Regions from separate parts of the Sus scrofa genome. Here regions 1, 3 and 4 are each linked to region 2. Evidence: chromatin contacts called from public HiChIP or PLAC-seq data. All regions are on one chromosome and are shown on one strand. Each heading gives the region's core, a stretch centred on a gene start, on an enhancer-like site or on the middle of the called end of the contact. The rest is flanking DNA. Distances are from core to core; before and after follow the strand shown. Region 1 overlaps SLC43A2 (large neutral amino acids transporter small subunit 4). Region 2 holds the start of TLCD2 (TLC domain-containing protein 2). Region 3 holds the start of SLC43A2 (large neutral amino acids transporter small subunit 4). Region 4 holds the start of SMYD4 (SET and MYND domain-containing protein 4).

Region 1 (6,155 bases), core at 448-2,947, 110 kb after region 2:
AGCCGCGTCATCACAGCCGCCCCAAGTGTTCTTGCAGAGTTTCCCGGTTGAGGCGGGAGGGAGGACTCAAATAACTGCCTGCGTTTGGGCGGAACAGTGTTTTTCGTTGCTGGAGGGGACGGCTGACGTGGTGTTTGTAAATGAAAACGCTGCCCAGAACGCGGTCTCCACCTGAGAGCTTGTTGAAAGCCGATCAGGCCAACCCCACGCCAGGAATCCTCCGGGAAACCGCAGGGGCGGTGCGTGGAGGGGCTGGGGGCCGAGGTGGGGGCCCGGCAGCTGCAGCTGGAGCCTGGGGCACCTGGGCCTGCCCTGGGATCTGTGCTCTGAACTGGGAAGCAAGGCCAGGGCAGCCTTCCTCATGTGAGCGTGTGCGTGTGTGTGTGTGTGTGTGTGTGTGTGTGTCTGTGTGTGTGTAATCCAGTCCAGGCTTGCTACTTCTGGTAAACAGAACTGATAACTCACATGCCACTTTCCCAAAAGAGCACAGAAGGTCCTCAGCTGATTAGAGGTTTTGATTCTACAAAGAAAGTCGGTACTTCCTCAGGGCCTGAGCTGAGTCAGCTTTAGTCATCCCTGAGCGGGACAAACACATTCTGGAAATCCTTTTTATTGGCAGTCTCATGGGTGTGCAGCTTTTGGTTGGTTGAATTGTTTTCCCCATGGGGAGATATCCTAAGAATCAAGTCGTTTTTTTTTTTTTTTTTTTTTTTTTTTGTCTTTTTTGGCTGCCCTGCGGTGTACGGAGCTCCCAGGCCAGGGATCAGATCCGAGCTGCAGTTGAGACCTGAGCTGCAGCTGTGACAACACCAGATCCTTAACCCACTGTGCGGGGCCAGGGATCGAATCCGAGTCTCAGCCCTCCCGAGACACTGCCAATCCCATTATACCACAGCGGGAACTCCTCAAACACAGTTTTTACAAAGAATAAGAAACCCAGCCTTAACCAAACGGAAAGATGACAAAGGAGCACAGACAGTGCTGGTTCTGTGCTGAAAATGGGGATTGGACCCAAGACAACATGGGGAAACCCTATCACGTGTCTTTGCAAAAATGTGTAGCAAACAGGAAGAGAGGGAAAAAAATAACCTATTGAGCTTTGGTTTTTTGTTTGCTGGTTTAGCTTTGTTTTGTACGATGATCTTTTCCTAAATTTGGACCCAGGAACCCTGCTATTATGTACCATTCGTTAAAATCTGTGCCCCACACTTAGGGGAAAGCCGGTCTATCATGTCTAAATGGCCCCTGTTGTAAAAACCCTCAGGCCTAGAGAGGTGGAGAGCCCGCTGAACACAGAAAGGCCCTCACTGGCCCTTGGAAGGCAAATTTCCCTGCTGCTGAGTCAGGGCCTTTTACTCTGAGAAATCGTTTGCTGCCCAAGAGGCATTTTTTCCAATTGTTTCCCACTTTAAAAAAGTTAATTTCAAGTAGAGGAAGTTGGGCCAGGAAATTTGGTCCACAGCTGACACGGCATCGGTTTTCCCCATCCTGCTCCTGTGAGCAGTTGTGCTGACCACACACACACACACACACACACACACACACACACACACACACACACACACACACGGCCCTGCTTCTGCCAGGTCTTCTGCGCCCACGCCACTTCCCCATCACGGTCCCCGGCAAGCACCCCGGGCCTGATTCACCAGCCCGCCTGTGACAAGGCACCAGCTGCACATGACTGAGGCCCCAGCAGACAGGAAGACGTCAGCACACACCCCTGCCGGGTCCTCTCCCGCCTCCACTCCCAGAAGCCTGGCTCAAGCTCGGCCTCCCCCAGTGCACTGAGCATCGGGGCTCGCTGGGAAATAGCTTGTGCCCTGGGCCCAGAGCTAGCCTGTCCCGGTGCCCCAACTCCGTCACAGCCTTGGACGTTTCTGCTGCTAACCCCCTCCTCTCTGCTTTTTCACTTTTGCTTTCTTGGTGCAGTGATGGCTACCGGTAAGCCCGAGGGCCTTGTTGGGGAGCACACAGCATCCCCTCCCAGCCAGTCTGTTCTACTGCCTCTCCTTGAACTCCAGACCGCCCGCCCTGCCCTAGTGGCCAGAACTGGGGGGTGGGGGTGGGGCGCCAGCTTTCAGCTTTTATTTGCATGAGAAAATCCCATCGTAACTTAAGGCTCTTTGAAGATGGAAGCCCTGACGTCAGAGCCCTGTGGGTGGTGCCTCCCTGGTGTGTTTCTAGAGGCAGAAAACTAATGGCCAGTCACACACAAAGCCTCTGTCCCAGTCCTTGGTAATTTTGTGGTTCCCAAGTCGCAGAGACTTCCTGGGGCTTCTGGGGGTGGCTGTTGTGACATTCTGGATTTCTTTAGCTGTTTCTTAGAAATAGGCGAGGGGGTTGGAGCAAAGAAGACGGTGGCCTGCCCCTTGCTCTGGCTTTGATTTCAGAGGTTAAGCTCTCCGGGCTGCCCTCGTGACCCACAGGGATCAGAGGGGGTCTGGGGAAGACCCGGGCAGGGCTTGGGGGTCGCGGACTCGGCCCAGCGCGCGCCCCAGCCTCTCCCCGCAGCTCCCGCGCCCCCGTGACACAGGCTGTCTTTTCCCTCAGTGGGCCTCTACACCTCCATCTTTGGGGTGCTCCAGCTGCTCTGCCTGCTCACGGCCCCTGTCATCGGCTACATCATGGACTGGAGGCTGAAGGAGTGTGAAGACGCCTCTGAGGAGCCCGAGGAGAAAGACCCCAACCAGTGCGTAGGCAGGGCCGCCCCGGCCCCCAAGGGGAAGCCCACCGGGTAGGGTGTGAGGCAGCAGCAGGCTTGATGGCAGGTTTTAAAGGGAGCAGGAAGAGTTCCTGTCGTGGCTCAGCGGTTAACAAACCCAACTAGGCTCCATGAGGTTGCGGGTTCAATGCCTGGCCTCGCTCCGTGGGTTAAGGATCCGGAGTTGCCGTGAGCTGTGGCGTAGGTCACAGACTTGGCTCGGATCCTGCATTGCTGTGGCTCTGCCATAGGCCGGCAGCTACAGCTCCAATTCGACCCCTGGCCTGGGAACCTCCATATGCCGCGGGAGTGGCCCTAAAAAAAAGTCAGCAGGAGCAGCGAGAGGGCTGTGCTCAGAGCTGCTCTGGCGCTGGCTCAGCGGAGCGCACGCTTTGGTTTGTCACTTCTGTATGGCACGTCTTGGGTATGTGAAAGCTGGGGAAGCACCAGGGTGAAGGGAGAAGGGGAGAAGCCAGAGAAAGGTCTGTGCAGACCCCGGCTGTCAGACTCTTCTGCTTTTAAGACCTCGCGCGGGAGTCCCCTGGTGCTGCAGCGGAAGCGAATCCAACTACCATCCATGAGGTTGTGGGTTCGATCCCTCACTCAGTGGGTTATGGATTCAGCATTGCCTTGAGCCTTGGTGTAGGTCACCGATTCGGCTTGGATCCCGAGTTGCTCTGGCTGTGGTGTAGGCTGGCAGCTTTAGGCCTGATTCGACCCCTAGCCTGGGAACTTCCATATGCCATGGGTTCAGCCCTAAAAAGCAGGAAAAACCAAAAAACAGAGCTCAGATCCTTAGTCAAATAGCTGTTTGCCTGCAGGGTCTGCTCCCTGGGTGTGAGTGTAACTGCTATAACCTTAATAAGTGTTAATTGATTTGTTCATGATCGTGAACAACAAAAAAAAAGGCACCGGAGCCCTGGTTACAGAAGGGTTGGGCTCTAAGATCAGAGGATGAGTTAAATGCCATCTTCCATGACTCCACCTTCGTGTACTCAGCTATTCTTTGCTGAATCAGGCCCCGTGCCAAGCACTTAATGCCCACTTCTCAGGTAAGCCTCACAGCACTCGAGGAGTTATACCCATTTCACAGATGAGGGAACTGAAGCGAGGCATTTGAGTGGCTGCCTGAGGCCACATAGTAAGGACATGGCGGGCCCGGGCCTCCCTGCCCTCCTCCGCCGAGCCCTTGGCTGTCCTTGGATGGCACACAGCTGTCCGCAGGGTGTCTGTGTGGGTGGTGAGACTTGAATCGGTAATAGCGAGTTCACAAGGAAATGATTACAGAGACAGCTCTGTTATCTGCGTCAGGTTCTCCCGCCACAAGGCTGTTCGTGCCCAGTCCCATTTGCAGCACACGCCCTTCGCCTTCACCCCTGCCCACCCCCCAAGGGGAAGCCCACTCGCTCCCTCATTTGGCTCATCTGGCTTCTCGTCAGCTCCCTGCAGGATTTGGGTGAAGCTGGAGCTAGGAGTGAAGGAGGCTTTGCCACGTCCTGACCCGGGTGCCCTGTCCCCCTCCCTCTGCGCCGTCTGACCTCCGTCTGCAGGGATGCAGTGCGGGGTGCTGATGCACTGAGGTTCCCACTCAGCACCCCGTCCAGAGGGCGCCGTGGGGAGGGTCCCTCGTGCTGGTCTGACCCCCGCTGTCGCTAACACGCCCCTGGGGGTGGTCCCTGAGTCTTGCGCTGACCACAAGCCGTGACTCCCTCGGCCTGACCCCTGGGAGAGCCTGCTCTTCGGGGAGCCCCCAGCTCCTGCGTGTGCTCTGCGTTTCCACAGAGGTGAGAAGAAGAAGAAGCGGGACCGGCAGATCCAGAAGATCACCAACGCCATGCGGGCCTTCGCCTTCACCAACCTGCTGCTCGTGGGCTTCGGGGTGACCTGCCTCATTCCCAACCTGCCCCTACAGGTGCGTGTGGGGAGAGGGAGAGGCCGGGGGGATACGGGGTGACGAGACCGAAAGGTGTAGGATGTGTCGTGGGAGAGCCGTCGCAGAGAGAGGGGTGACTTCGCCGTCATTTAATTCACCTTAGCAGCCAGCCCACCGTGACTGACCGAGGGCCTCCTGCCTGCCAGGCCCTGTGCAGGGCTGGGAACGAGATGTAAGTGAGACTCTGCATTGCAAGTCAATTCTCTGTGAAAGCATCTCTCGTCCCCGTCTTCAGGGGTCGTGTATGCCAAGAGTACCATCATCTTACCGTTTCTGGAACCATGTGTAGTTGTGTGGCTGCTCGTTTTGCATTTGCTCACACAGCTGAAACCTAATGTCCAGAGAGGCCTGGCCAGTTTGTGGTGTTGGTGGAACATGTATGTCTCTGGTACAGGGGGCTGCAGAAAAAGGATGCTGATGATGGCTTGGCATCTGGATTCAAAAGTGTAATTCCGGAGTTCCCGTCGTGGCGCAGTGGCTAACGAATCCGACTAGGAACCATGAGGTTGCGGGTTCGATCCCTGCCCTTGCTCAGTGGGTCAAGGTTCTGGCGTTGCCGTGAGCTGTGGTGTAGGTCGCAGACGCGGCTCGGATCCTGCGTTGCTGTGGCTCTGGCGTAGGCAGGAGACTACAGCTCGGATTCGACCCCTAGCCCGGGAACCTCCATATGCCGCAGGAGCGGCCCAAGAAATGGCAAAAAGACAAAAAAAAAAAAAGTGTAATTCCTTTGCACAAGATTTCCAGTGCTTTTGGAAACTGACTTTTGGCAGAGAGTTCAAGAAAGGCAGACTTTGTTACCTGCTTGGTTCTACCCTTAGGTCCACAGAAGTTTGCTAGCTCCAATCCCCAAGTGTATGAACTTTGAAGGAATACAGGTGATGGCACTGCTTCCAGATGGGTGTAGCCCAAGTCCAGATGGTGTCTTGGGCCAGGTCCAAAAGGAAAGCAAGAGTCCCTTCCTTTCTGCAAGTGGCCACACGTAGAAGTACGTGGAACGCCCAGGCGTGCACCACCCATGGGCGCTATCAGTATATGCGCCGGAGTAAATCACTGGAGACTTGTCCAGTTCCAGATGGGAGTATCATTGCGTCTCTGGTGCCCTCCCAGCTTCCTGGTGGTGGCCCTCTGCAAGAGTGGCATACCCTTGCCCTGACCACCTTGTCCTCAGGACGGTCATCTGCTTTTTGTTTGATCCCATTCTTACTGAAAGACAAGTGGTAAAAAAAGCAGCAAGACATTTGGTGTGGAAAAGGGCAGCTTGCACATTCGGGCACAGCCCTCTTGCACCACTGCAGAGAGCAGCCCCTGCTGCCCACATTCCTGGAAACGGGTCTTCTTGGCTGCTGAGCCCAAGGGCAGGGCTGTGTGCAAAGAGCAAACACTGGGTCCTAGTAGCAAAGTGGACGGCCTGTGGCTCTCAGAAATCATTAACGAGTGCTTCTCAGAGCTTGCTGACCCTGCCAGCAGTGGCATTTCCCCAGGAAAGCAGAGCTAGATGGGAGCAGGACAGCTCTCTGC
Region 2 (6,071 bases), core at 1,064-3,563:
CCACTGCACCTCGATGGGAACTCCTGCAACACTTTTTTTTTTAAGCCACACCCAAGGCATGCAGAAGATCCTGGACCAGGGATCAAATCTGCGCTATAGCAGTGACCCAAACCACAGCACTGACCCAAACCACAGAGCTGACAATGCTGGATCCTTAACCTACTGAGCCACCAGGGAACTCCCCTCAGCCCTTTTTAAGAAGAGTTTTTTGGGTTGTTTGTTTTTTAGGACCTCATCCATGGCATATAGAGGTTCCCAGGCTAGGGGTCTGATCAGAGCTACAACTGCTGGCCTATACCACAGCCACAGCAACACCAGATCCTCAACCCACTGAGCGAGGCCAGGGATCAAACCTGCAACTGCATGGTTCCTAGTCGGATTCATTTCTGCTGCAGCACGACGGGAACTCCTGAAGATAGTTTTATATCCATTTTAGGATGAAGAAGCTGACTACCTTAGGTAACTTGCCCAAGGTCACATAGCTAAGAAGTCGTAGAGCCATGATTCAAACTCAGGCCCATCTCACTCTATAAGCAATGTTCTTCATACTCCTTGGCCATGCACTACTATTTTTTCACCTGGGAAATGAGGTGTCCCTTGACAATCTTGTATTCCCGACATTGGTCTGAGAACCAGAGACCAGAGGATGGATAATTTGGACAGGTGGTACGGCCTGCCTCTTAGTACCAATAAAATTGGGTCCTTGTAGTCTTTGCTCTGGTCTCAGTTTACCTAGCTAGACCAAGCAGGCATTACTTTTTCTTCAAGTTTGTGTGTGCCCTGCCCTCTAGTGGTTCTGGCTTGCAATGCAACAATGACCTTGAGTGTAATTAACCTTACCTCTCAAGACAGTTCTTTCCTTCTCTTAAATAGGGATGTCCTGGCAATACTGGGCACTGGTGTACTAAGATTTCTGAGGCACTGACACCTTCCTCAATCTGAGCCCTAAAACCATGGTTTTCCAAATGTATGATGTACTTCTGATTGAGACCCTGGAATCTGAATTTTTAACAAGCAACAGAATTAAGCAGGTAATTTCCAAGCTGCATCTTGCAATAGAATGCTCTGTGCAGCTCTATTCTCAAATGCTTCCTGAATCCCAACCCACTACCCTTAGGTTTTGGGGAATCTGGTACCAAATTAGCCACTCCCCTTTGCCAATCTCAGTATTGAGTTTCTTGGAGTTCATGGCTTGGATGGTCAGGGAGCGAGGCTGCAGAGCCCCAGCAGTCAGCCTGTGTTGAATGTTAGCTCTTGCTGCTGATCTGGAAGAAAAGTGAAGGAGGCTGGAATTCCCTCCTGCTGCAGAGGAAACGAATCCTCCTAGTATCCAGACAGGGGGTTGATCCCGGGTCTCGCTCAGTGGGTTAAGGATCTGGTGTTGCCATAAGCTGTGGTGTAGGTCGCAGATGTGGCTAAACATTAGTGCACCAACTGTGGGCCAGGTATTGTAGTAAGTGTTTTCAAACATACTTCTTTTGGAGTTCCCCTTGTGGCCCAGTGGAAAAGAATATGACTAGTAACCATGAGGTTGTGGGTTCAATCCCTGGCCTTGATCAGCGGGTTAAGTACTTCCATAAGCAGCAAGTTCGGCCCTAAAAAAAAAAAAAAAAAGCAAACATACTTCTATTTATTTATTTATGGCAATGCCCATGGCATGCAGAAGTTCCCCAGCCTGGAATCAAACCTGACCAAAGCAGTGACCTGAGCCACAGCAGGGATAATGCTGAATCCTTAACTACTAGGCCACCAGGGAACTCCAAACATATTCCTTTTTAAATCCCTACAATAAGCCATGCACTTATTATACATTCTATATTTTTGGGGGGTCTTTTAAAAAAAATTTTTTTTTGTCTTTTTAGGGCCGCACCCATGGCACATGGAGGTTCCCGGGCTAGTGGTCTAGTCAGAGCTACAGCTGCCAGCCTACACCAGAGCCACAGCAATGCCAGATCCGAGCCGCGTCTGCGACCTACACCACAGGTCATGGCAATGCCTAATCCTTCACCCATTGATCAAGGCCAGGGATTGAACTCACAACCTCTTGGTTCCTAGTCAGATTTGTTTTTGCTGTGCCACAACGGGAACTCCTACATTCTATTTTGTAAATGAAAAAAATGAGGCTTAAAGATGTTAAGCATCTTCATCAAACTCAGAGCTAGTAAGGGAGTTCCCATTGTGACTTAGCAGGTTAAGAACCCAACTAGTATCCATGAGGATGTGGATTCGATCCCAGGCCTCGCTCGGTGGGTTAAGGATCCAGCACTGCTGCAAGCTGCAGTGTAGGTTGCAGATGGGGCCCAAATCTGGGGTTGCTGTGGCTGTGGCCCCAGCTGCAGCTCAGATTTGACGCCTAGCCTAGGAACTTTCATATGTCACAGATGTGGCCCTAAAAAAAAAAATCAAAAACCTCACATCTGGTAAGAGCTTGCATTTGAATACAAGTTTGTCTAACTCAATGATTCTCAACTGGGGGCGCTTTTGGCCTCCAGGGGACATTTGGTAATGTCTGCAGACAGTTTTGATTGTCATAAGTAAGGTGTGTGTGTGTGTGTGTGCTGATAGCATCTAATTTGGCTGGGGATGCTGGCAAAAAAGCTGCTATGTACAGGACAGCTTCCGCAAGAAACTATCCAGTCCCAATGTCAATAGTGCTGTGACTGAGAAATCCTGGACTTGAAGCCTGTGCTTTTGCCCTATAGGGAGGGAGGGTGGGGGCATGAAAAGTTAGAACGAGATGGGAAAGGGCCTCCTCCAAGGGGTGAAAAGGGAATGGGGCTTCTATGCTAAGGATAGTGGAGAACAGGGCCAGCTGGTGAGATTTCTTTCTTCCAGGCTTGGCCAAGACCCTGCTCAGCTTCTCCCAACCTTGCCAATTCAGTCCTGGGACTTCACACTAAGCTTGTCCTGGAGTGACCCTGACTCCCAGCTCCAGGCTGGGGCAAAATATTGACCTGGGTCTTCGGGCAGGACTTCCCAGCCAAAGCCCCTGATCCCTGGGGCCATTGCGTGCCACCTGCAGCCCTTGGGCAGCTACACATTAACACCTTTGCAATGAAGGGGTGAAAGTGTTAAAAATGGAGCAGGGCCAGGCCGTGTCTAAGGAGTTAGAAGTGGAGTAACAGGTAAAGCCAGGAGGATCCCGTAGCAAAACCCTGTCTGGAGAGGAAATGGAGCAGGGAGGAGGAGACAGCTTGACCCTGAGGAGGCTTGTTTCCATAACCATTCATCTCTAGGCTTGGTCCTCAGCTTCACTGAACCTTCCCCAGTACCTCTTCCTGGAGCACCTACATACCCCGCCAGCCACCATTCTGGGCCTCCCCAGTAGTGGCCTCCCTATGAGACTGGGGAGGACGGGTCTGAGCTGACTTTGCTGACAGGAAATACCTCTCCTTCCAAGCTCAGAGCCTCTGAAGAACTAACCAGCAGCTTGGGGGAGGGAGGAAGGAGAGGGCGGAGGAGGAAGACAGTCTTGGAGAGGGAAGAGGGAAGAACGTACAAGCAGGTCCTCCATATTTGGGGTTCCATCTCTTTTCTTCCCTCACCCCATGAGGGGGTGGGGATAAGGGGATAGAGGAGGGCAGAACTGGAGGAGGATGTGGTAACAGCTGATTCGTCCCCGGAGGTCAGACTTTCCAACAATCAGCTGTTACTGGGGTGGAAGGCAGGAAGTTTCCTTAAAGGCACAATGTTCTGAACACAGGTTCAGAATTCTGGAGCTCCTAGGAACCATAGCGGTCCCGTGGCAGAGCCCTTGTTGTCATCCTCCATTGGGAGCTTACAGAAAAGTCTTGTATCCCTGTCCACACGTTCCTTTTTGGTGGTGGTGGTGGAGAGGCGCGAGTGATGAGGTGGGGTGGGTCTCAGACTTGCCCCTTTAAATCAGTGGTTCCGCAGCTTTTGCCAAGTCATTGGGTTCCTTTCCTTTCCTTTTTTTTTTTTTTTTTGGTGGGTTTTTTTTTTTTTCCCCTATCTCCCGCCCCTCTATGCTCTGATTGGCCTCTGGGAAAGGAGCTGCCTCCTCATTGGTCTCCACCTTTGAAATCTCTTCCTTAAGTAGGCCTGAGTCAGGGAAAAGCTTCTAGAGGGCGGGACAGAATGGGGGTGTTAGGCAGGGGATGGGATTGCTGGCCAGTTGCACTTTGCCCCGGCCTGTCCCCTGACCACAAATCTAACTTCGACCCTCAGGTGAACCCTGTGCTCTGAATCCTTCGTTAGGAAGCTGCTGCTTGAGAGGCCCTGTCTCTGCGACTGGGGCGAGACATCTTCTACAAGAAGTCTCCTCAGAAGCGCCCTCCAGGAGGGGTGTACTAGACCTCTCCCCTGAAAGCTGGGGCCAGGCGAGGTGGGCAGTCCTCCCTCCCCCCAAACGCCCACAGGAATTTGTATCCCAAAGGAAGAGCCTGGCTGCCATGGGGCTGATTTCCACCTTCAGTTCGGCTCACTCCTGCTAACTCTCCTGCTCCACCTTTCCTTTGAGAGCTGTCGCTTCCCGCAAGAGGTCAGCGAATCCGTTTTGAGAGGCTGTCTAAAAGGATCACTCACGGCTCCAAAAAGGAGGGGCTGTGCCCTTTAAGGACTTCGCCGGGATGGATTCCGAGTTGAGTTTAAAAATGCCAACTCACAGAGCGCGCTGGATTCTGGGAGCGAAGCGTCAGACCGAGAACTACATTGACCAGTATGCACTGCAAACACACACGCCTTTACTTCCTTCTGCTCTTCGGGAGTCGGGTTTGACGTAGTGCTCCTCTAAGCGAGCAGCCTAGGAGGAGGACTGAGCCACACCTTTTCACCTATTGGCCAGCTTGCCAGTCTGTGGGCGTGGCTTAGCGCAACTCCGCTAGGCAAGGGGGTGGCCTCCATGCCAATCAGTGCTAAAACGGCAGGGGAGGCGGGAACGAGGGGAAGTGCAGGCGCCCCCGAGTGGGTGTGGTCACGCTGCCCAGCAGTGGGCGGTGATTGGCCCTGGGCGGTGCGATCGCAGCTTGTGCGTCACGACGCCGCCAGCTGATCGGAGACTGGAGCCGGTGTGTGCTGGGCGCTGGGAAGAGACAGCGCCGCCGGCCGTGGGGATCGGACGCACTGATTCGCTCCCCTGCTCTCAGCACCCCCTCCACCCAGCACCAGGTGGGTGTGAGCTGGGGTCCCGGACGCACAGGAGGGAACCGTGCTAACGGGGTAATGGGGGAAAGTAGGGTCCTGACGGCCACACCCTGCCCTTCCGGGAGAGGAGAGAGGGGGTGGCGGGGGCTGGGGAGCTCTGGGGGAGTGGGGCCTGTACCGGTTGGAATAGTGTGTCAGGAGGTTTAAGGAAGGAGTCCAGAACAGTAGTCGTTGCAGAAGGTTTTGTGGAGTAGCTGGGAGGAGGACGAGGGGCTAGAGGGCTGGGGGTGGCTAACCTCGGAGCCCTCTCGTCCGAGGATATGAGAGCCGGCCTCCCAGCTTGAGAGGATTTGGACGGGGCGGGTAGCGGGGAGGTGCTTTGCCTCTGACCGGCACTCATTGGGTCAGGGCCAGTTGAGCGCCCTGGCAGGGAAGGGGTCTCTGGGCGGGCCGGCCCCTCCTCTCGTTCCCTCCAGGGGATGTTATGTAAGGGGGGAGGGGAGGGGAGTAGGGGGCGGCGGTGCGGGGGCCTTATGCAACCCAAAGGTTAGGGTTTCACCGCGGGTTGGTGGGGGAAGCAGGCAGGAGGAGAGCCTGGAAACTCTAACCCCCCCTCCCCAGCCTAACTGGCTGTCTTGGGCTGAGAGAAGGTCACCTCTGCACCTCCCCCCAGCCTGTCCGGTTGTGGGGCCCCTAGCCCAGGCCTGGCCCTGACTGCCTGGGAAGCCGGCTGGCTGGGTGGGGCGCCTGGGTTAGTCATCACTGGGCTCCCTCTCTCCCCACCTCTCGGCCAACTCTTGGCCCCTCCCCGTGGCCTCTGGCTAGGCTATCACCCCCACCTCCCTCCGGCCCTAGTTCCAGCCTCCAACTCATTTGGCCTGTCATCCTGGCTGTCAGACTGGGCTAGGAGCTGTCAGAGTGCCAAAGGGTTGATGGAGCAGCTGGTCAGAGGGTCAGTGCCCTGGGCC
Region 3 (6,492 bases), core at 1,219-3,718, 79 kb after region 2:
CCGCAAACTCCCTGTGCATCTGCTTTGTGCTTGCTTCTTTATCAAGGGCTGGCTGGATATACAGAGCTGCCTAAGATAAGAGCATGTCCCCAAAGAGTTCACAGTCAGTGGGAAAAGGGAGAGACAAACAGATGAACAGATAATTACAAAACAAAGCAATCAGTGGACAAAGACAATGGAGACTATTGATGGGAGTGGTTAGGGAAGGCTTCCTGGAGGAGGTGCTGTTCCAGAACACACTATGTTTGAGAGCCAGAGGTGAGAGAACACTGCCCGCAGAAAGGACAAGCAATTCCGTGTGATTGGAGCATCTAGGAGCAGGCTGATCGACCAGAGAGGGGGAGGAGCCTGTGTGGGTCAGGTTGGAGAACTTGAACTTTATCCAGCAGGATAAATGGTAAAGAGCTTCTGGGGAGTTCCCATTGTGGCTCAGTGGCAATGAATCACACTAGCATCCATGAGGACACAGGTTCGCTCCCTGGCCTCGCTCAGTGGGTTAAGGATCCAGCATTGCTGTGAGCTGTGGTGTAGGTTGCAGATGTGGCTTGGATCTGGCGTGGCTGTGGTGTAGGCCGGCTGATATAGCTCCATTTGGACCCCTGGCCTGGGAACTTGCATATGCTGCGGTGCAGCCCTGGGGGGGAAAAAAAGTTTCTGAAGGATTTTAGCAGAGGGCTGATTTACCAAGGTTAGCTTTGCATTTCCCATCATTCACTGAGATGGAGTGGGGTGGAGAGATGGATTTGAGTGGCTGAGATTGGAGGCTGGAGGAACAGCAGATGCAGTGCTAGGGACAGACATGGGCAAATTAGAGAACCACTTAGGAGACAGGGATTGTGGGGGGAAGGAGAGGGAGAATAACAGCAGGTACCGGGATGCTGACGGGATGGTTCACGGTATCCAAGTTCAGAGGGTAGTGGTGCCATTATCTGTAAAAGAATGGGAGGAACAGTTTGCCACGGAGGGGGGAAGTGAACTATTTTAGAGAGGTGTTTGAAATGTTATAGAAATGTGTATGGAACAACTGCCTGGAGACAGCCCTCAAGCAGGTGGCTCTAGGATGGAGGGAGGGGAAGACTGAAGTCTGTCAAGTGACAGCTGCAACCCTCTGAGGCGATGCAGCTCTTCAGGGTGTCGTAACAGGATAGTTGACTAACCAGGAACCCCCAAGCCCACAATGCCAGGTGTGCTTTGAGCAAGGTTGCCAGCGGTAGGTTCAGGGCAGCAGGGGGCGCCCTCGGTCTCGGGGATGTGAAGCAGGATGCTGCTGGGGCTGCCACAGCCCTGGTGTGATAAGCCAGGCTCCCGGAGCTTGCCAAGAAGACCCGAATCTGAGAACCCAAATATGAATCTAAGAGCCGAATCGGGGACACCAACGGCCCACGGAGGTCGGGCCAGTGCCTGAAATGGGGGAGAACCTCCAAATGCAGCTGAACCTCCAGAGCCCAGGCTCCCCCTCTCTTGCCCTGGCTGTTCCTCGGGCATGTCCAGGTCTCTGATCAGACCGGGAACCTGGAACCCTCCCGACCCTACGTGCTCTCCCAGAGTCCTGACTTGTGTTGGCAGCTTGGCATTGCCCACCCCGAAACCCTGCAGAAAGGGCCCTAACCTGAAGATGTCAGGGAACAGGGCGTAAGGGGATGGAGGTGGCGCAGGGCAGTGGGAATGGAGTGGGCAACTCGGGCAGGGAGCACCAAGATGACTGTTCTGGTGGGAGCCCCCGAGGGGACCAAGGAGAACGAAAAATGGGGTGGTGGGGGGAGTGGTCAGAGTCTGGATGGGGTACCTGAGGAAATAGTAACTTAGGAGGCAGACAAGCCCCCAACTCCCACTTGGGGATCCCTGAGGGATCGGGCAGATGGCACCCATAAGGGGGGTCGGTGAATTAGGAGAGAGTCACTCCATGCTTGCACAGATGTCCGGGGATGTGGGATGTGCAGACAGAACCTAGATGGGAGTTGCCGGCAGCAAGAAAGCAAAAAATCAGGACACAAAGCCCAAAGCAGCTAGGAAAGCAGCGGTGCATGGGAAGGAGGCAGTGGAGATGGCGAGAGTGGAAGGACCGAAGTGGAGCCAGAGCATCCGCGTGGTGCCCAAGGCAGCGGGGAAACTGGGGACGACGCAGCCGGCCAGAGCAGAGCAGAGCGCGGGAGCCAGGCTGAATGCTGGAGCCCAAAGTAGTGCGCGAGGGGGACCAGCGTGCAACTGGGGAAGTCCGGGGGCGCCGAAACGCGGAGCAGGGGACCCAATCGAGAGACAGAGCTTCGGGGTGAGCCTCTGGAGGGGCGATGAGGCAATGGCGTTGGGGGTTCCCGGACGGGCGGTGACTACTCTCTAAGGCAGCCGAGCAAAAACTCGGGCCGACGCTGCCCCCCGGCACCCCCCCGCCCCCAGCTCTCTTGTTTGTCTCCTAGTCCGGCCGGAACCGGCTTCTGCTCGCGGCGGGGCGGGCGGGTGGGTGCTGATTGGTTAACGCCTGTTTCCAGCCCCACTCAGCCAATCAGCGCGCGGCAGTGTTTTCATCTTAGGGTCAGAATAAAAGGGCTGGAATAAAAGGGGGGCAGAAAAGGCGCCGGCCGGGCCCGATACACACCAGTAGGAGCTGGGTGAGCTGGGTGAGCTGGATTCTGGGGACCTGGGCTCCGGGCGAGGTAGCTGGCGGGTAGAAGGCTCAAGAGTAAGGGGGTAGGGAGAAGACGTGTGCATATGAAAGGAGAGACACTGAATGGATGAGGAGCCAGCAGGAAAGAGATGACGAATCGAGACGGGAGCAGGGGGATGGAGAGATGGGATCCCACTTCCTTAGAACGAACTAATTGCCAAGGAAACGGCCCAGGCCAGGGGTCGCGCGGGTGGCTCGCGCCGCCGGTTTGAACCGGCTTCGCCTCTCCCATGCGGGGTTCGCGTGGCCGCAGCGCCTAGCGACCTAGACAACAGCCAATGGCAATGCAGTTCCTGTGCCGACAGGCCAATGAGCGGGCCGTGGGCGGGCCGTTTCGGAGCTGTGTGCGCGGATTTTGTGGTTAAGGGAGCAGGGTCTGGGAAAGGGTCTCCTGTGCGGGCGGGCGCCGGTGAGGGTCCCAGGGAGTGGCAGCCCGCAGGTATGCCCTTTCCCAAGTATTCGGACCTCTAACTGCCTCCCCTGTCAGCCCCCAACCTGTGTCAATCCTGATGGGAGCCAGGGCCAATTCCATGTCCCTAAGCAGACGTTAGTCCCTTCTAGTTTCCATGCCTCAGTTTCCCTCCGATTGAGCCGCGGAGGAAATCTCCCTGCTTGGTCCGAGCAGGTCTCCCGGAACTGCGGGCCGGCGGAAAAGCCAGCGGCGGAGAGGGTGGCCCAGAGGACACCAGGGGGACAGGGCTGGGGTTTCATTCGCTGCGCGCTCTTGCCTCCTGGGCGCAGAGGGGTGACAAGCTCCGCGCGCTGCGGCAGCGGCCCGGGTTGGCAGCCTCTGGTCGGCCGAGCCGAGCGCTGACGGCTAAATCTCTGCGCAGGTGCCTGCAGAGCCGGAGCCCGAGCCCGAGCCCGAGCCGCAGCCGGGCCGCCGCGCCGAGCCATGGCGCCCACCCTGGCCACAGCCCATCGGCGCCGCTGGTGGATGGCCTGCACCGCCGTGTTGGAAAACCTCCTCTTCTCGGCAGTCCTCCTGGGCTGGGGTTCGCTGCTGATCATGCTCAAGTCGGAGGGCTTTTACTCCTACCTGTGTTCTGAGCCAGGTAAGACGGGCGCACGGGCTCGCGGGCTCGCGGTGGGTCCCGGAGTGGGGGCTTCGGGTGACGGCGGATTGGCGGTGTAGATCTAGCCAGCGAGACCACCTCACTGCGCAGCACCTCCTAGTTCGCAAAAGGCCCATTTGATCCTAACTCAGCACTGCTGGGTACATAGATAGCGCTATCCCTTTTTGAAGGAACTCAGGCTCAGGCTTGCCTGAGGCCACACAGCTGGGGCCTGTGATAGTTCCAGAATCCCCGAGTCCAGGGTGTTCTTTCCATCACCTGAGAACATGACGAGGCTCCTCTCCTCCCAGGGCCTGGCACACCGCTGGCCTTGCAGTAAACATGTTGCTCTCGGACTGTAAGAAAGAGGAACTCCTGACTCAGTGGCTGGGGTGCAGCAAGAGAGAGGAAGTGGCTTGGCCTCCACCCCAGGGAAGGTTCATCTAGAATCTAGATGTTTTTCAGTCGGGCCATTATGGAGTCTCTTAAGGGCTTGTCAGATACAATTTCTTGTCTATTTTTGCTGCTTTACGATTTTCCAAAGGACATTTCCTCCCACAGGCTGTGAGAACGTCTCAGTGGCCTTCTCCCTCCGTGGGGGGGGAGGGGAAGGGGGGGTATTTATGGAAATGACACTAAGCCTGTCCTCACCCTTTGCCACATGTGGGCGTTGTTGAATGAAGGCTGGGGATGCTTGTCTACCGGAAATCTAAACCCCACCCCTACCTTCACGCCCCTGACCTTGTTTAAAGATCCTGGTTGCTGAAGGTCAGTGGATTCACCCTAACTGTGGGATCCAAGTGGCTCCCAATCTCGACCCTTCTAACCCCTCTTCCTAGGCAACCTTGATAGGACATGTTGCCCTCTGCCCCCTCACTGCCCCCCAACAGTGGCTCCCTAATGGTTGAGCTCAGTAATGTCTCTCTGCCCAGGACCTTTTTCAGCCAGCCCCTGCCCAAGTCCCCTTCGTTGGAGACAGCCCAGGCCTGACCCCCTGAATGGCCCCACTGGCGAGCCTTTTTCCCCCAGAGCCCAGATGTTGGGGGAAGGGGAAGTTTGGGACCATCTCGTGCTGCCTGTAATCCTCTCTGTTGCCCTGCTCTGATCTTCCCAGGAGATTCCTGAGCTTTCCAGTCTCTAGGGAAGCTGCCCTGGGAGAGGTTAAGGACAGCAGAAAGGGAGGGGACACTGAGGCCGCCTGAGAGAGGGCAGAGCGTATATCATTTATAACCTTTAGCCTTTAGCCACTCAGAAATATTTCCTAATAGCCTGAGGGTTCTTGGCAGATCTTTCCCCACATCAGCAAGAAATCTTGGGATATGGGAGAGTCACTCAGACCTTGTTCCTTGAACAAGCTTTCTGCTCTGCCCGAGAGATGTGAGATTAGCGACTCTGGGGAAGGGACAGGTTAGAGTGTGTGGCGCCTCCTCTCCCCCTCCCTTGGCGATCGTGACCCTTTCTGCTTGCCTCTGCCTCTGATGGAGTCTTTCAGGCTCCCCGGAGAGGTTAAAAAATAGCCAGAAGCATCATCCCCAGATGGAGCTTTTAGCATCTTGTCCAGACGGGAGGACTGTCGTGGGTCCTTTTTTTTTTTTTTTCCCCCTGACCTCGCCTTGTGTCAGAAGGTCAACTTCTTGGGGTTTGTTTGTTTTTTTTTTTCTCCCACATTGTTCACTGATTTAATTTGTTTCATGGTCTTGGCAGCGCTGGGGCTGGTCACTTCAGTCCTGCCTCAACCTTGGCTTCTTCCTTCACGAGAGTGGGAGGAGCCCCGGCGATTGTGCCGACGCAGTGCTGAGTTGGTGTTTCAGCCCTTGCGAGCCTCGCCTGGTCCCTCCTGTAAAGCCCAGGGAAGGTGAAGGGTCAGGTGTGTGGGTTGAACATCAACTTCTTATCCCGCGCCTTTGTTCCCACCCCTGATTTTGGTTTTTCCAACTATCTGGCGAAGCCGCTGACCCAGCATCCCCGCCAGGCAGCCCTGCTGATTCCACAGAGCTTATCTCTCTGGCCTCCCTGCTCAGGGTTTCTCGGAGCCCGAGGAACCTGTTGCGTTCGGGGCCAAGAGTCCCTGTGTCTTGCCGGACCGGGAGTGCCTGCAAGGGTTGGTGCAGGGTCAAGATTTCTGCTTCGTGCGTGGTGTTTTCGTGCGCGGTGGATGGCTGCATTGGCGGAGATGCAGTTGGGCTCGTTTATTGCATTTATTGAACTGGGCCTGTGAAAAGCTGATCGGCCTACGGCCGTTTGAGATGCAAATTTGTCCGCTTTTGCTGCTCTTAGGGACTGATGCTTTAGTTTGGTTCTCGAAGAGAAATTTTGCCCGAACCTGTTGAAAGGTTCTCAGAACGCCTCTCGGGCTTTCAGCCAGAATCCAGCTGCCACAGACACGGTGTCGGGTTCCCCGCTGGGTGAGGTGGGAGAAGGAGAGAGGGACCTGGGGTTTCCGTTTCCCCTTGGCTCCTCAGCTCCGCCCGTGGGATGGATGACCCCGGCTGGGACTGGAGACCGGAGACCGGGGCGCTTGGCTTGGCCTCCCCAGCCCCCCTGTGGGGACAGGAGGCCGACTCTGTCCTTTTGGCCCCTGGATGGCTGCCACAGCCACCCACGCCTGAGCTCTTTCTTCATTTTTTCCGTCCGCATTGCGACAGGGTCAGCTCAGGGGGCTGGTGCTACCTGGGGAGGTTTAATCTCTTCTGGCATCTCGCCTACACCCAAATATTTTCTGAGCTGCTGTGTCGGGAGCAGGGTGATTTGGGTCCTCAGGGAGTCTGCAGTCTG
Region 4 (6,643 bases), core at 1,385-3,884, 91 kb before region 2:
ATTAAACAGGTCACTATCTGGAAGATCTGTATAAGGCAACGAACCAATATTTTCCAAATGACAGACACACTCATTACCAATAATACACAGGTACAAGATAGAAGACCCCGTCCCTGTGGAGTTTAGGGTGTGTCACCCCCCAGCAGGTAGATGTGTCCAACAACCTGGAAGCTCTTTGAACTTTGCTGTTGAGGGATTATTCTGAAGGTCCCATTTCGTAGGCGTGATTGATTGAAACACTGGCCAAGGGTGGCTGGCTCAATCTCCAGCCTTTCTCCCGTGGGATGAGGAGTAGAACAAAAAGTTCCAACCCTTCAATCACATAGTTGGTTCTCCTGGCAATCAGTCACCATCCTGAAGCTATCCTGGGGTTCACCAAGAGTTACCTCATTAAGGTAAACTCAGGTATGGCTGAAAGGGGCTTAAGTTCCTCCTACCCCAACACTCAGGAAATTCCAAGGGTTTTAGGAGTTCTGTGTACCAGAAACTGGACAAAGACCAAATGTTTCTTATTATATTACAGTATCACAAAGATCAAAAGAGAAGCCTAAAAGGGCTCTTAAAATACTCTTCCTTGGAGTTCCCTGGTGGCCTAGTGGTTAAGGATTTGGTGTTGTCACTACTGTGGCTCTGGTTTGGCCTGGGAACTTCCATATGCTGCCAGTACAGCCAAAAAAAAAACCCCAAAGGAGTTCCCATCATGCCGTGGCAGAAATGAATCCGACTAGGAACCATGAAGTTGCGGGTTCAATCCCTGGCCTTGCTCAGTGGGTTAAGGATCCTGCATTGCTGTAGCTATGGTATAGGCTGGCGGCTGCAGCTCCCATGGAACCCCTAGCATGGGAACCTCCATATGCCACGGGTGCGGGGAAAAGCAAAAAGAGAGAGAAAAAAAAAAAAGAGGGATTCACTGAGAAAGTAACTGAGCCAAGACTTGAAGATCACGTTAGCCAGCAAGAGGAGAATGAAGAACCACCCAGACAGTAGATACTGGTTAAAAAATGTTCAAAGGCCCTGTGGAAAGCAAGAGTATGAAATATACCAGGAATTTAAATTTTTACAAAAATTTTTTAATTAAAAAAAAACAAAAAAAAAACCTCTGGAAAGTAGGAAAGAACAGGTAGGAATGGAGAGTTATGCTGGGGAGAAGTGAGCAGGCCAGGCCAGAAACAACGGTTCCAGTGTGGATGGAGAAAAGTAGATGGATTTAAGAGATACACATGGAGCAGAGTTCCCATTGTAGCTCAGTGGTAATGAACCTGACTAGTATCCATAAGGACTCAGGTTCCATCCCCGGCCCCACTCAGTGAGTTAAGGCTCCAATGTTGCTGTTAGCTGTGGTGTAGGTCACAGACGTGGCTCAGATCCTGCACTGCTGTGGCTGTGGTAGGGGCAACCCCTAGCCTGGGAACTTCCATGTGCTGCAGGTGCAGCCCTAAAAAGACAGACAGAAACACACAGACACACACACACACACACACACAGATATATATGGAGGTAAAACACACCAAACTTTGTGTGTGGAGAGAGATGGCACATCCAGGGTGATGGAGTTTGCCAGAAGAATGACTCCACAATTTCTGGCTCAAATAATTTAGTGAATAGTGGTTCCATTCACTCAGACAACAAACAGTAGAGGTCCAAATTTAGAGAGATAATGGATTCGCTTTGGCACAGTAGAATTTAAAATGTTTTTGCGATATTGGGTACAAAGGCAGATTATAGAGGCTTGTCTTTCAGAGTAAAGGGGGCTCCGGACAAAGAAATCTGTGAACAATTGACACACAGAAAGTAATTGGATTGTCTTGGGAGAAGAGGGCCTTGTGCAGAGCCTTAAGTCAACAAAATTTACTGAGACCTAGAAATAAGACAGGGAAAGACCAGCCAAGCTGAACCACAGAAACCAAAAGAAGGTATTACCAGAAGAAAGCAACCCTCAGTGGACAAACGCTGCTGAGAACCCTGAGTAAATTAAAATCTCAAAATTGTCTGTTGCATTTAACGTCCTGGAGGCACTGCTAACTTCAGCCAGGGTTACTTCTATAGTGATCAAAGGAGAGACAGGCGTCCGTTAAAGAGTTAATGGAAGGCAAGGAAATGAAATAACTGAAAACAGACAACTCTGGAAAAGTTTGGCTGCGGATAGGGGGAGGGGAGGAGACAGAGTGGCCAGGGAGGAGATGGGTGAAAATCAAGAGTTTATTTTGTTTTGCTTCCTTAAGCAGGAAACATATGAGCGTGTTTAAAAGACGACGATGGAGAAAATCCTTTGCAGCGTGATGATTACTGGGGGTCCCCCGGCGGTTCCTCCCCGGCCCCCCGCTACCTCCTCCTCCCGGGTTCTCTCCCGCTTCTCTACCCCGCACAGCCCCAGGGCCCACAGCCACCCCGGCCCGCCAGCATCTTCTCACCGCAATGGCCCCCTCGCTCAGGTGGCCCACCATGGTTCCGCCACGCCAACTCCCGCGCTCCGGTTCTCCCGCAGCCCTGGCTTCACTCCCGGCCCCGCGCGCTCCAAAGCGATTGGCCTGAGTTGCTGCTAGCACTGCTTCCGCCTCCTAACATGCGCACGGCACGGGGGCGGGTCTAAGGGCCGAGCAGCCACCGCATTGGCTGAGGCGCGGCGGGCAGCCCACGTGACCCACCAGAGCCCGGGTCCCGGGCCTAGTCGCTGGATGGTGGGGCCTTGGCGCGGGCCGCGGAGCCTCCGGGCGCGCGAAGCGTGACGCAGGAGTAGCGAGCGAAAGGCGCGAGAGAGACGCGTTTCAGGAGCTTTCCCAGTGGGCTCTCGGAAGCGTACCCCACACGGCCCTTACCCGGCGGACAAAGACTGGTAGCCCAGGGCAGTGGTAGCGCTCTTCCCAAATACCTCTGCTGTTAGTAGTTAAAGCAATGACCTGACTCCTTCAGCAACCCAGCGCTCAGCTCCCGCTCAGCTCCCGCAGGCGCCAGACCCTGGGCTTGGCACAGTGGAGGTTTCTCCGGGTAAATAAGACCTGGTCCCTATCCTCAGAGGAGAGCGCAGTCTTTCGAGGAACTTTCTGCTGTGAGTAGCCCTACCTCAAGGTAGAGTGGTTTGAGCCCCAGGAGAGACAGAGTAGGCTGCTAGCACAGGTGGGAAAATCAGGGAGAGCTTCCCAAAGGAGGCACCATTTGAACTGGGTTTTGAAGGGTGTGTGGAAACTTGCCAGGTGGACTTCAAGTGTGGTTAGGGATGCTCCTGGAAGAATAAATATAGCCTTGGCAAAAATTAGCGAGATGAACAGCGTGATAAGCTGGGGGCAGCTTTGAGTAGCTAGGACAGTAGGGTACAGAGGAAGTGAGACTTGAGCATTATGAAGGAAGCCTAGCGTCAGGTAATGAAGGGTTTATACTGGGGTCTCCTAAGAAAGTTTTGATGCATTTAAGGTGGAGGACTGTTATCTGTCTCATTGTGGACGATGGGTTGAATTTGGAATGGGGAATGGGCGTTCTAAGGGCATGGAGATTGGTTATGACACTCTGGAAAGAATGCCAGGCAGGAAATGGTGAGGGCTTGAACTAAATGAGTGACCTGGAGACTGAAAAGGAAAAACCGAACTGTGTAAAAGATAAGTTATTTGCTAACTTAATAGCTGCTGGGGAGGAGTTCCCGTGATGGCTCAGTGGTAACGACCCAACTAGTATCCATGAGGAAAGGGGTTTGATCCCTGGCCCACTCAGCTGCAGTGTAGGTTGCAGACTCCGTTGCTGTGGCTGTGGTGTAGGCCAGCAGTTACAGCTCCAGTTGGAGCCTTAACCTGGAAACTTCCATGTGCCTCAGGCGCAGCCCTACAAAACAAAAAGAAAAGAAAAAGAAAGCTGACTTTGTTCCAGGCATCAGGCTAGGCGATGGTTATACAATGATTAATCGTAGTAGTCACCATCCCTGACCTCTTAGACCTCCATCTACCCTTGATGGTCAAGTCAGAAAACTGAGACATGGCAGATTTTTTTTCTCACTTTACCCAGGACCTTTTTTTTTTTTTCTTCTTCACAGCTGCACCAGAGGCATATGGACGTTCCCAGGCCAGGGGTCAAATCAGAGCTGTAGCGCCAGCCTACACCACAGCCACAGCAACACTGGATCCTTAATCCACTGAATAAGGCCAGGGATCGAACCTGCATCCTCATGGATACTAGTCAGGTTCGTTACCACTGAGCCGTGACGAGAGCTCCCAGAGTCAGCTTTCGATAAACATTTTTGAATGAAGGAATGTGGAGTGAATTGGTTCAAGAGTCTATAGATCCTTTCTTGGCATGTAAACAACGATAGGGAAAGACCACAAGAATTGATTTTGTAGCTTCACACTTACTTGAATGGAATCTTGATTTTCTAGAGTTGTACATTTGTAGAAACCTGAGTTTCTTATTTTCTTGTTTAGTTTATAGATCTTAAGTAGCATGGATCTGCCGGTGGATGAGTGGAAATCATACATACTTCAGAAGTGGTCTTTGCTCCCCAAGTCCATTCAGGTCACAATTTCTACAGCAGAGGCCCTGAGCGATATCTTTCTCCACTCATCTTTGCTTCTTCAGTAAGTAAATGGAAGCCTTAACCAGGGAAATTTTGATCTGGAAAATGTTCTCTTTTGTCATTTGCTCTCAAGTTATATCTCTTTTTGATGGAAGGATTAAGTTCAGATTTTTATATTTTGGGGCATTCAACAGTTTGTGCTATTTCCACAGTTTTTTTTTTTTTTTTTTTTCTAATCTTCTAGTATAGAACAGATAGGGATGCTATTTAGGTTTTTCAGTGTCAATACTATTTCAGTAATCAGTGCCTTGCTGTCCTCTCTAGGCTTTCAACTGTGCCATATCTCAAAGGATATAGTGGAGAATTACAACTGCACATAGAATTCATAAGTGCCCATGTGTGGAAAGAATCTTAGAGGCCATATAGTCGAACCACAGTAGTTTTCAAACACCTTTTTTAAATTTTTTATTTCATTTTTTGTCTTTTTAGGGCTGCATCTGTGGCACATGGAAATTCCCAGGCTAGAGGTCAAATCAGAGCTGCAGCTGCCAGATCCAAGCCACATCTGCGACCTACACTGCAGCTTGTGGCAATGCCAGATCCTTAACCTAGCGAGAGGCCAGGGATCAAACCCACATCCTTATGGACACTATGTTGGGTTCTTAACCTGCTGAGCCACAATGGGAACACCCAGTTTTCAAAACCTCGTGATCGCACTTTCAGTAAGGAATATGTTTTACATTACAACCTAGTACATATGTGTATATATTAAAAAAAAAAAAAAAAAAAAACAAAAAACCTGAAACAGGAGCTTCCCAAAACTTCAGTGAATTTTTACTGAACACTTATTTTGTGCCAGCCACTGTCCTAGGTACTTAGTAAACAAAAAGTACATTGCTAAAAAGAAAATAGATAAAGGCCCTTACTTTCGAAGAGCTTAATTCTAGCAAGGAGGGACAGACAATAAACATAAGTATATATCGTATTAAAGGTGATAAGTACAATAGACAAAAAAGGAAAAACTGAACAGGGTGGGGGAAAATAGAGCTAGGAGCAAGAGTGCAGGTTGTATTTTTTTGTATATTCTCATGATTTATTATTTTACCAATTATGGGTCTTCTTGATAGAGTAATATATTCTTTTTTTTACTTTTAAAAGTTTTGTATTAAAGCATAGTTGATTTACAATGTTGTGCCAATTTCTGCTGTATAGCGAAGTAACCCAGTCATACATGTATATACATTCCCTTTCTTATATTATCTTCCATCGTGGTCTATCCCAAGAGACTGGATATAGTTCCCTGTGGTATACAGTAGGATCTCATTGCTTATTCTAAATGTAATAGGTTTCATCTAACTCCAAACTCCCAGTCCATCCCCCTCCTGCCCCCTCCTTGGCAACCACAAGTCTGTTCTGTATGTTCATGAGTCTGTTTCTGTTTTGTAGATTGGTTCATTTGCACCTTTTTATTTTTTTTTCAACTTTTTAGGGCCACACCCAGGGCATATGGAGGTTCCCAGGCTAGGGGTCTAATCAGAGCTACAGCCGCCAGCCTACACCAGAGCCACAGCAACGTGGGATCTGAGCCACGCCTGCAACCTGCACCACACGTCACGGCAGTGCCGGATCCTTAACCCACTGAGCAAGGCCAGGGATCGAACCCGAAACCTCGTGGTTCTTAGTTGGATTCGTTAACCACTGTGCCACGACAGGAACTCCCAACACCCTATTTCAGATAACACATGTAGGTGATATGTGGTGTTTGTCTTTCTCTTTCTGACTTCACTTAGGATGAGACTCTGTAGTTGCATCCATGTTCATGCAGATTGCATTATTTTGTTCTTTCTTATGGCATATGGAATTTCCCAGGCTAGGGGTCGAATCGGAGCTGTAGCCACTGGCCTACACCAGAGCCACAGCAACACGGGATCTGAGCCATGTCTGCAACCTACACCACAGCTCACGGCAACGCCGGACTGTTAACCCACTGAGCAAGGGCAGGGACCGAACCCGCAACCTCATGGTTCCTAGTCGGATTCGTTAACCACTGTGCCACAACGGGAACTCCCAGTTCCACATCTTCTTAATCCATTATCTGTTGATGGACATTTAGGTTGCTTTTATGTCTTGGCTATTGTGAGTAGTGCT

What was found. HiChIP or PLAC-seq counts read pairs in DNA pulled down with a chosen protein or histone mark.
Region 1: an H3K27ac HiChIP or PLAC-seq map of alveolar macrophages shows a contact between it and region 2. The contact joins the enhancer-like site here to the promoter of TLCD2 in region 2. A contact is called at or near these places in 1 of 5 promoter capture datasets (liver), 5 of 47 Hi-C or Micro-C datasets (embryonic fibroblasts, liver, skeletal muscle and 1 more) and 2 of 2 datasets of contacts at active chromatin or transcription factors (alveolar macrophages and skeletal muscle).
Region 3: an H3K27ac HiChIP or PLAC-seq map of alveolar macrophages shows a contact between it and region 2. The contact joins the promoter of SLC43A2 here to the promoter of TLCD2 in region 2. A contact is called at or near these places in 1 of 47 Hi-C or Micro-C datasets (liver) and 2 of 2 datasets of contacts at active chromatin or transcription factors (alveolar macrophages and skeletal muscle).
Region 4: a contact with region 2 is called in an H3K27ac HiChIP or PLAC-seq map of alveolar macrophages. The contact joins the promoter of SMYD4 here to the promoter of TLCD2 in region 2. A contact is called at or near these places in 1 of 5 promoter capture datasets (fetal liver), 6 of 47 Hi-C or Micro-C datasets (alveolar macrophages, embryonic fibroblasts, fetal liver and 3 more) and 2 of 2 datasets of contacts at active chromatin or transcription factors (alveolar macrophages and skeletal muscle).

The regions. Positions count from the first base shown.
Region 1 is chr12:47,799,898-47,806,052 of Sscrofa11.1, reverse strand. It overlaps SLC43A2 (large neutral amino acids transporter small subunit 4), which reads left to right. Exons shown (of 15, transcript XM_013990000.2): 10 at 1,933-1,944; 11 at 2,554-2,692; 12 at 4,487-4,616. Among named protein-coding and RNA genes, the nearest start is that of PITPNA, 18 kb to the right of the region's middle. Within about 2 kb of position 1,697, at least 68 of the 83 cell types and tissues checked have an H3K27ac peak or open chromatin away from gene starts, as enhancers often do. A contact at or near this core is called in alveolar macrophages, embryonic fibroblasts, liver and 2 more, where this site is marked.
Region 2 is chr12:47,914,499-47,920,569 of Sscrofa11.1, reverse strand. It overlaps TLCD2 (TLC domain-containing protein 2), which reads left to right and starts at 2,313. Exons shown (of 5, transcript XM_021067585.1): 1 at 2,313-5,127.
Region 3 is chr12:47,835,103-47,841,594 of Sscrofa11.1, reverse strand. It overlaps SLC43A2 (large neutral amino acids transporter small subunit 4), which reads left to right and starts at 2,468. Exons shown (of 15, transcript XM_013990000.2): 1 at 2,468-2,606; 2 at 3,496-3,717. The coding sequence starts at 3,558.
Region 4 is chr12:48,005,597-48,012,239 of Sscrofa11.1, reverse strand. It overlaps SMYD4 (SET and MYND domain-containing protein 4), which reads left to right and starts at 2,634. Exons shown (of 11, transcript XM_021067577.1): 1 at 2,634-3,046; 2 at 4,404-4,556. The coding sequence starts at 4,423. It overlaps RPA1 (replication protein A 70 kDa DNA-binding subunit), which reads right to left and starts at 2,588. Exons shown (of 17, transcript XM_003131822.4): 1 at 2,412-2,588. The coding sequence starts at 2,444.